2 separate regions of the Arachis hypogaea genome follow, and region 2 is linked to region 1. Evidence: chromatin contacts called from public Hi-C data. All regions are on one chromosome and are shown on one strand. The core of a region is the stretch at or near the end of the contact, and the rest is flanking DNA. Distances in the headings are between cores, read along the strand shown.

The links. Hi-C and Micro-C count contacts between places; a contact is called where the count stands out from the background.
Region 2: a contact with region 1 is called in a Hi-C map of leaf, with 3 times the contacts expected there. The contact joins the enhancer-like site here to the promoter of LOC112741378 in region 1. A contact is called at or near these places in 2 of 8 Hi-C or Micro-C datasets (leaf and an unstated tissue).

The regions. Positions count from the first base shown.
Region 1 is chr2:22,759,052-22,763,008 of arahy.Tifrunner.gnm2.J5K5, reverse strand. LOC112741378 (FT-interacting protein 3) reads left to right here and starts at 1,563. Exons shown (of 1, transcript XM_025790343.3): 1 at 1,563-3,957. The coding sequence starts at 1,684.
Region 2 is chr2:22,830,020-22,834,095 of arahy.Tifrunner.gnm2.J5K5, reverse strand. No RefSeq gene overlaps it. Among protein-coding and RNA genes, the nearest start is that of LOC140176795, 34 kb to the right of the region's middle. Within about 2 kb of position 2,660, at least 2 of the 3 cell types and tissues checked have open chromatin away from gene starts, as enhancers often do.

The DNA of each region.
Region 1 (3,957 bases), core at 314-2,813:
AGGGGACCAGCAGTTTTGTTGAATTTTGGCCAGCATATAACCAGCAGAAGAAAGTGAGTCATTGGATGAAATCTCACACCAATCTTACACCATCAAATCATTATTAATGGCTAGTTGATGGCTAACAATCACAAAAATTGCTGGCCCCTAGCATCGCTCTTTGGTTTTTAATATGGTAATAAATAAAATTTTCGTAGATAATAAATTTTGTAAGATAACTCTTCGAGTTGAATGAATTAATTTGATTTGTATTTATTACTTGTAAACATTAAAATAACTCACATAGAGTAGTTAAAAAGAAATATAACTTGTTACATTATTAATTAGAGGAGTGTTAGGGGTAACAATTTGTAATTATCAAGTAGTCATTAATGATGATTTTAATAGTGGGATTTAGATTTTCTAAAGTTTGAATTTCACTTTAGAGAGTAAAGTGTGATCTTCTATCCTTAATTAATTTTTCTTTTATATTTATTCTTGGTCCAACCTATGAAATCAATGGTGAGAGATCACACTTTATTCTTTAAAATAAAATTCAAACTTTAGAGGATCTAAATTTTTAATAGTGTAAAATTACTCACTTTTCTTTTACTAGTTACATACTAGCCAGAATTCAATAAAGTTGCTGCCCCTAAAGTTTTTCTATTAATTAGTTATCATAAAACAATTTTCAAAAATATATATAATAATAGAACGAAAATATTTGGTAATAAAAAAATTAATCAAAAATAATAATAATTTGTCTTATTTAATATTCATTAATTATTACGATAATTAATGAATGTTAAATAAAACAAGTTCTGATTGTTCTTTTTGTCTCTCTAGTATTATTGACGATAGAATACAGAGTAAATGTGTTCTCAAAAAAAGTAGAGTAAGACTAAATTATCGATAATCATGTTAATTGTATACTAAAAATTAGCAACTAAATTAATAATTGGTATAAAATATATATTAAAATATTAAATATATATTAAAATTGAATAAAATAAGTTAAATAACACATATATTTATATACAAATACATAATGATTGATTTTTTATGTATACATAGTATTTTTGAAAAATTAAACATGCTATTTTATATAAAAATATTATTTATATATCAAAATTAATTACTATATATTTATGTATATATATATTTTTAACTCTTTTTTAATATTTTATATTAATAATAAATTTTAATGGTTAATTTTAATTAGTATATACTTTATATGATTAATTTTTTAAATTTTAAATTTTAAATATAAATTATTAGTACTAATTATAATAAATAAAAGAATAAAATTTACTTAAAACAAATAAGTTTTACTTAAGTTAGAAACTCAGGTGCAGTTGATTTTACGTAAAGTTAATAACTAAAATTGTCAGATAATTTGACTGATTTAATTAAATTTTTATCTAACGACTCTTATCTATCAACTTAACGTAAAATCGACTACACATCAGTTTCACCTTTATTTAATAAAAAGTTAATTAATTACGAAGAAAACAGAATATTTAGCAAAATCTTTGAAGTCACCGTAACACTGTCCCATCTTCTATCTACTAGTGCAGCTAAACTCTGTAGCACGCTCGTTCTCTCATTCCTTCATTCAATTCACTTTGCCACCTTTTCTCTCTCTCTCTCTCTCTCTCTCTCTCTCTCTCTCTCTACTCTTCTGTGTTTTCTTCACTCTTCAACATGAACACCACAACCTTCTTCAACACCACCACCACTACAACTACCATGAACAAAGAGAAGCTCGTAGTAGAAATCATAGAAGCCACCAACCTCATGCCCAAAGACGGCGAAGGTTCATCCTCACCGTTCGTCGAAGTAGAGTTCGAGAATCAACGGCAAAGAACGCACGTCAAGTACAAAGACCTCAACCCTGTTTGGAACCAAAAGCTTTTCTTCCATGTCAACGACCTTCATAACCTTCCTTACAGAACCATTGAAATCAATGTCTTCAACGAGAGAAGATCCGCTAACTGCAGAAACTTTCTCGGTAAAGTTAGAGTTTCTGGTACCACCATTGTTAAAGAAGGCCAAGAAACTCTTCAAAGGTATCAACTTGACAAGAGAAGCCTCTTTTCTCACATAAGGGGTGAGGTCACTTTCAAAATTTACCTCACTACAAAGGATATTAATAGTGATGGTGATGGTGGTAGCAATGGAATAATAGCTTCTTCTTCTTCTGTTATTGTTTCAAGGAAGAACAAGAACAAGAAGCTTCATGGTGGTTCTAACATGGCTGCTACACAAGAGCATTTGGCTCAAGAGAACAAGAACGTGATGGTGATGCAGCAGATTCAGAACTACTGTGAGAACAAGAACGTTGTTATTAACCCTGTTATTTCATCTGTTGTTGGTGGTGGTAGTGGTGGTTCAAGGCTTGGAATTGCTGCTGGTAATGGTAATGGTGGTGGAATGAGTGTTTTCCATGGCGGCGGAGGCGGCAGCAGCAGCGGCGGAGGCGGCAGCAGCAGCGGCGGAACAAATGAGTTCTTGTTGAAAGAAACAAGACCACAACTTGGTGGTGAATCATTGAAGAAAGACAAAACAAGTTCAACGTATGATCTTGTGGAACAAATGCAGTACCTCTATGTTAGAGTTGTGAAGGCACGTGGTGCTGACGTGGCATGGTTCGGCAGCGGCAATGGTGGTGGTAGCAGTGTAGAGCTTGTTGCAGAGGTGAAGCTTGGAAACTACAGAGGAATCACAAAGAGGGCTAATTTGGGAAATTCAGAATGGGACCAGGTATTTGCATTCTCCAAAGACTCCATTCAGTCCTCAATTGTTGAAATTATTGTTAAGGAATGCAACAAAGATGATTTCATTGGTAGGGTTTGGTTTGATTTGAGTGAGGTTCCAAGTAGGGTTCCACCTGATAGCCAATTGGCACCACAATGGTACAGAATGGAGAACAAGAAGGGCGAAAAGGTTGCAAAATCTGGCGAGGTTATGGTTTCGATTTGGTTTGGTACTCAGGCTGATGAGGCTTTTGCTGAGGCATGGCATTCTAAGGCTGCAAATGTGAATTTTGATGGCTTAAGTTCAATTAAGTCTAAGGTTTATCTTTCCCCCAAGTTGTGGTACCTTAGGGTTTCGGTAATTGAGGCACAGGACATAATTTCAGGGGACAAAGGTTCTGTTTTGATGGCCAGGTTTCCCGAGTTTTCGGCTAAGGTTCAAGTTGGGAACCAGGTTTTAAGGACTAGGATTGCAGCACCAAGTGCCACTAGGAGCTTCTCAAATCCTTATTGGAATGAGGAGTTGTTGTTTGTTGTTGCTGAGCCTTTTGAGGACTATCTTTTGGTATCGGTTGAGGACCGGGTTGTGCCGGGGAGGGATGAGGTTGTGGCCAGAGTGGCTCTTCCGGTGGCCGCGGTTGAGAGGGGAATAGACGAGAAGCCGGTGACTTCGAGGTGGTTCCCAATTGACGATGGTAACAAGCTTATGACGAGGTTTGGTTCGCGGATTCACCTTCGAGTTTCGCTTGATGGAGGGTACCATGTGCTTGATGAGGCTACAACGTATAGCAGTGATGTTAGGCCAACGGATAAGAGGCTTTGGAAGCCTCACATTGGTGTTCTTGAGATGGGCATTTTGGGTGCCACAGGGCTTATGCCTGTGAAATTGAAAGAAGGTAAAGGGGGTGCGATTGATTCCTATTGTGTTGCAAAGTATGGAACAAAATGGGTTAGAACAAGAACTGTGGTTGATTCTTTGTCACCAAAGTGGAATGAGCAATACACTTGGGAGGTTTATGATCCTTGCACTGTTGTAACCGTTGGAGTTTTTGACAACTCTAGGGTCGATAAGAGCGCCGCCGTGAACTCCGATGGGTCGCGCGATTCGAGGATAGGGAAGGTCAGGATCAGATTGTCAACACTTGAGACGGATAGAGTTTACACTCATTCTTACCCTCTTTTGATGCTTCACCCCAATGGGGTCAAGAAAATGGGGGAACTT
Region 2 (4,076 bases), core at 1,411-3,910, 70 kb before region 1:
ATTATTATTATCATTAAAATGAATAAAAGTATTTTTAATTGATAATTGATAAGTAATTTAATAGTGCATTAAATTTTGATTTGATATAATTATAATGAAGATATGTTTCTAAATTAGTATAATTATATATTATTCATAAATATCATAAATATTAAATACAAAATAATTATATTAAAGATATTTTTTATAAAATAATTTAAAAAAATTATTTAATATACGTGAATCGGGTAACAAAGATTTTTTATTATTATTATTACTATTATTGATATTATTATTATCATTAAAATTATTAAAAATATTTTTAATTGATAATTGATAAGTAGTTTAATAGTGTATTAAATATTGATTTGATATAATTATAATGAAGATATGTTGTTAAATTAGTATAATTATATATTATTTATTTAATATTAATTATAATATAATTACAATAAAATAATTTAGAATAGAAAAAAAAAATTATTCGTTTTAGAACGGAGATATGAGAGATTGACATATCACCTTTAATAGTTGAGAAAAAACCCAATTTTAGTATATTAAGTAGATAGATTATAAAGTCCTCATAGTTTTCAATATCTGCTTGTGCCATATGTCTTCTGATGGTATATTCTGATCTTCATGATTTGATCTATTATTGTCATTAATCTCCTAATATTCCTTCTCGGAGTCCCACTTGAATGGATATCATTATCAATATCGGAAGAACTCTCCTCATATAAATCAACTAGATAAATAAATAATTCTAAAATGTGAATCTAAAAGAATGATTATGTTAGCCCTAATTAATTTTACGTCCTCATCATAACGTAATTGATATTAATACCAAATTAATAAAAATAATGTTATCAAACAGTTCAGCAAAACAAAATTATTAATTAATTAATATTTATTAAAATAATACTTTTATAATAAAAAATATCATTTGTTTTTATTGAATATCTGTACTAATTTTTTATTTGTTTTTGAACTAATAGCATGCAAAACAAAATTATTCAACATCATTAGATATTTTATATTTGATAATATGTCAATAAATATAGATTCAAAGAAATTAAATATAGCAGATCTATTACGATCTAATAATATTTTTTTATCGTAATAAATTACTGACAACAGTATTCGAAACATTTTATAAATAAAAAAGTAAAAAAAAAAAGAGATGAAAGAGGTAAAGAAAATAAATGTGTGTAGTATGGTGCAAATGAATTTATTTTACACTCGTATTTATATTGTGTGGTTTTGTTACAATTTGACTAATATCTAGTCGAACTGAGGGTTTTACGCAAACTAAGAGATGCTACATGCAATTCGTCTATTGTTTAGGCAAATTAAATAAAATGTGATGTAGTTCACCTAGATATTAGGAGAACTGTAGTAAATACCAAAACAAAAATAAATCTTAAAATTAAAAGTTATTTTAATATTTTTTTAAAAATAATTTTTTTAATTTATTGTAGAGAAAAATCCGTCTATGGCACTATGTGTGCAGCCAAAAAGGGTTGAAACTATTTGCTTTTTATCTTTGGCAAACAAGGATTTGAATTAAAAATGGATGAAATGTTTGTTGTTTATTTTGTTTCTACCTTCGCTCATGCATCCTAGATTGGAGTGAGTGAGATATTGCAGGCATTAGTTTGTACTTTGCAGGCTGTGTTTGTCGTCTATAAATGAACAAAAATATATAATCCACTAAAATAGATTTTCTATTTTTTTTAATTGATTTTGTTGAATGTTATTTTTTATTTTACAGTATTTTTTCACACATTTTCTCCTTATTTCACTTAAAATCTCTAGAAAGATCACATTTGACAACATTAACTAAAAAGAATTGAAAAAATCTATTTTTGGCAATAATTTAATTTGTATACTTTTGTTATTTGAGATTTAGCTAATATGTATTTTAGGACAATATTAAGATTATTATTGAAAAACCTGTAAAAAAAGGATTATCGTTGAGAAAGCTTTTTATAAAAAATATACAAAAATTAAATATTTAATATATTTTTCTTATATATTTATAAAAATGAAAATTTTAAAAATTTTATTAATAATAATTTTAATATAATAATACCTATAAAAAAACATATTAGCTGTCTTTTAATCTTTTTGCTCTTTCCTTTTTTCCTCTCTGCTAACTCTACTTTAATTTTTACATGTAAAAAAACTAAAATGGTATACAATACGACCCTGTTGTTAGGTGTTTTTATCACTTTATGGGAAGATGGGGAAAATTAAAGTCACGTCACTCGTCAGGTTCTTCCCTTCGGCTCCCATTGACCTCTAATAGAAGAAACCAACAAGAATCTCAGGAAAATCTATCTAAGCTTGGGGTGATTCTGATTTTAGTATAATATATATTATATATTATTTGAATAGTTTTATATGTATGGTTACTGGTGGAATTATGTTTTGGTATAAATAAATTAACTGAAATAATTTTAATCATTAATCGAAAAACTTTTTATATAAAATTTTACATTTTAATTAATTTGTATTATTTATTAAAATAAAAAAATGAAAAAAAAAAACTCTTGTCAATTGTCATTGAGAAATTTTTTATTTTCAACTAAACTTTTTTCTGAGGAAATCGGTAGGACTGTAACTGTAGGTCAGATAGAGAAAAGTGGGACCCACATGATAGTAACGCGTGTGTGCAAAAACAGAGTTTAGTTCAGCCTATGGGCCTATTGTCCTATTCCTATGGCAGTAGCCTCAATGCTATTGCCCTATTAGCTACCAACAAATCTGCCATATATTAACATCATTCTCTTTCTTCTCTGCCATTGAGTAATAAATAAACAACAGCAATAAATACACTTTAAAAGTAATAAAAATTTGAACTTTTTATTTTGGTGTTTTATTAAAATGTAGATGGTTGAAATGTTATTTTTAAATGTAAAATTGTTTGATTAAAGAAATAAAAATTAGACTATTTAATTTATTAAAAATATAAAAATTGGACTATTTAATTTGTGAATGATACAAAATCAAACTGTTAGATTTATGTTAAAAAATAAAAAAAATTAAAGTACAAAAACTAAATCTTTTGATTTGTGTATTTTTTATAATATTAAAAAATACAAAAAATTATAATATTAAAATATATCAATATTTTTATTTTCATACAAAAAAAATCCTAAAAATTTTAAAGTTTTATATTTTTGTAAATTTTTTTATAGTTAACATCTTAAAATATTTGTATGCGTGTAAAATAGTGTATTTAAAGTGCATTTTAATAGTATAAAAAAAAGGGTGAATTTTAAAAAATTAAATATTATTATTTTGACTATTTTTAAATTAGATTCTATTTTATATATTAATTATTTTTAAACTATAACATGAACAAAAAATACATTAATATGTACTTTATAACTAAAATTAATACTTCAAATGTAAATTATTTTAAATTTTTTGAATTCACGAAGAAATTAATATATAGAACTACTTTAAATTCTCTTAATAAACTCTATTAGGTATGTTAGTTTCTCAATAAAAATGACTTATACGTTTTTAAAGAATTTTGTTAAAGAATGTTTTTTAAATGCTAATTAAGATCATCAAACAGAAATTTTGTATCAAAAAATTTAAAAGGTTTAATTTTTAAGTTATGAAATAAATTAAAATTTTAAAATTATTTTAAATTTTTAATAAAATTATATTGAATTATTAATTAGAGAGATAATCTCGGTAGAAATATAAAAATAGAAAATGAAAAAATATTTATCATAATAATAAGAGAGATATTTTCATCTTTCTCTTTTAATTATAGATTTTGCAAACAAATATTTTTAGAATATTTTTTAATTTTTAATAAATACATTATAAATCTATTAAAAATTTTAAATTTTTAACTTAATAAAATTTAATTATTTTCCTAAATATTGTAGGTAAATGAGAAGAGACCGTTAAACAAACATTAAACTAATATTATGAAAAAACTGAAAAAAGAATAAAACACATAATGAAAAGGAAAAACCTTGGACTATGAGAACGTGGGGTTATGTAATGTTGTGTTGTGTCGTGTCTGTTCCTTCGCTCTTTTCTCTGTCTTATAAATACTTGTCGGATTCTCTGCA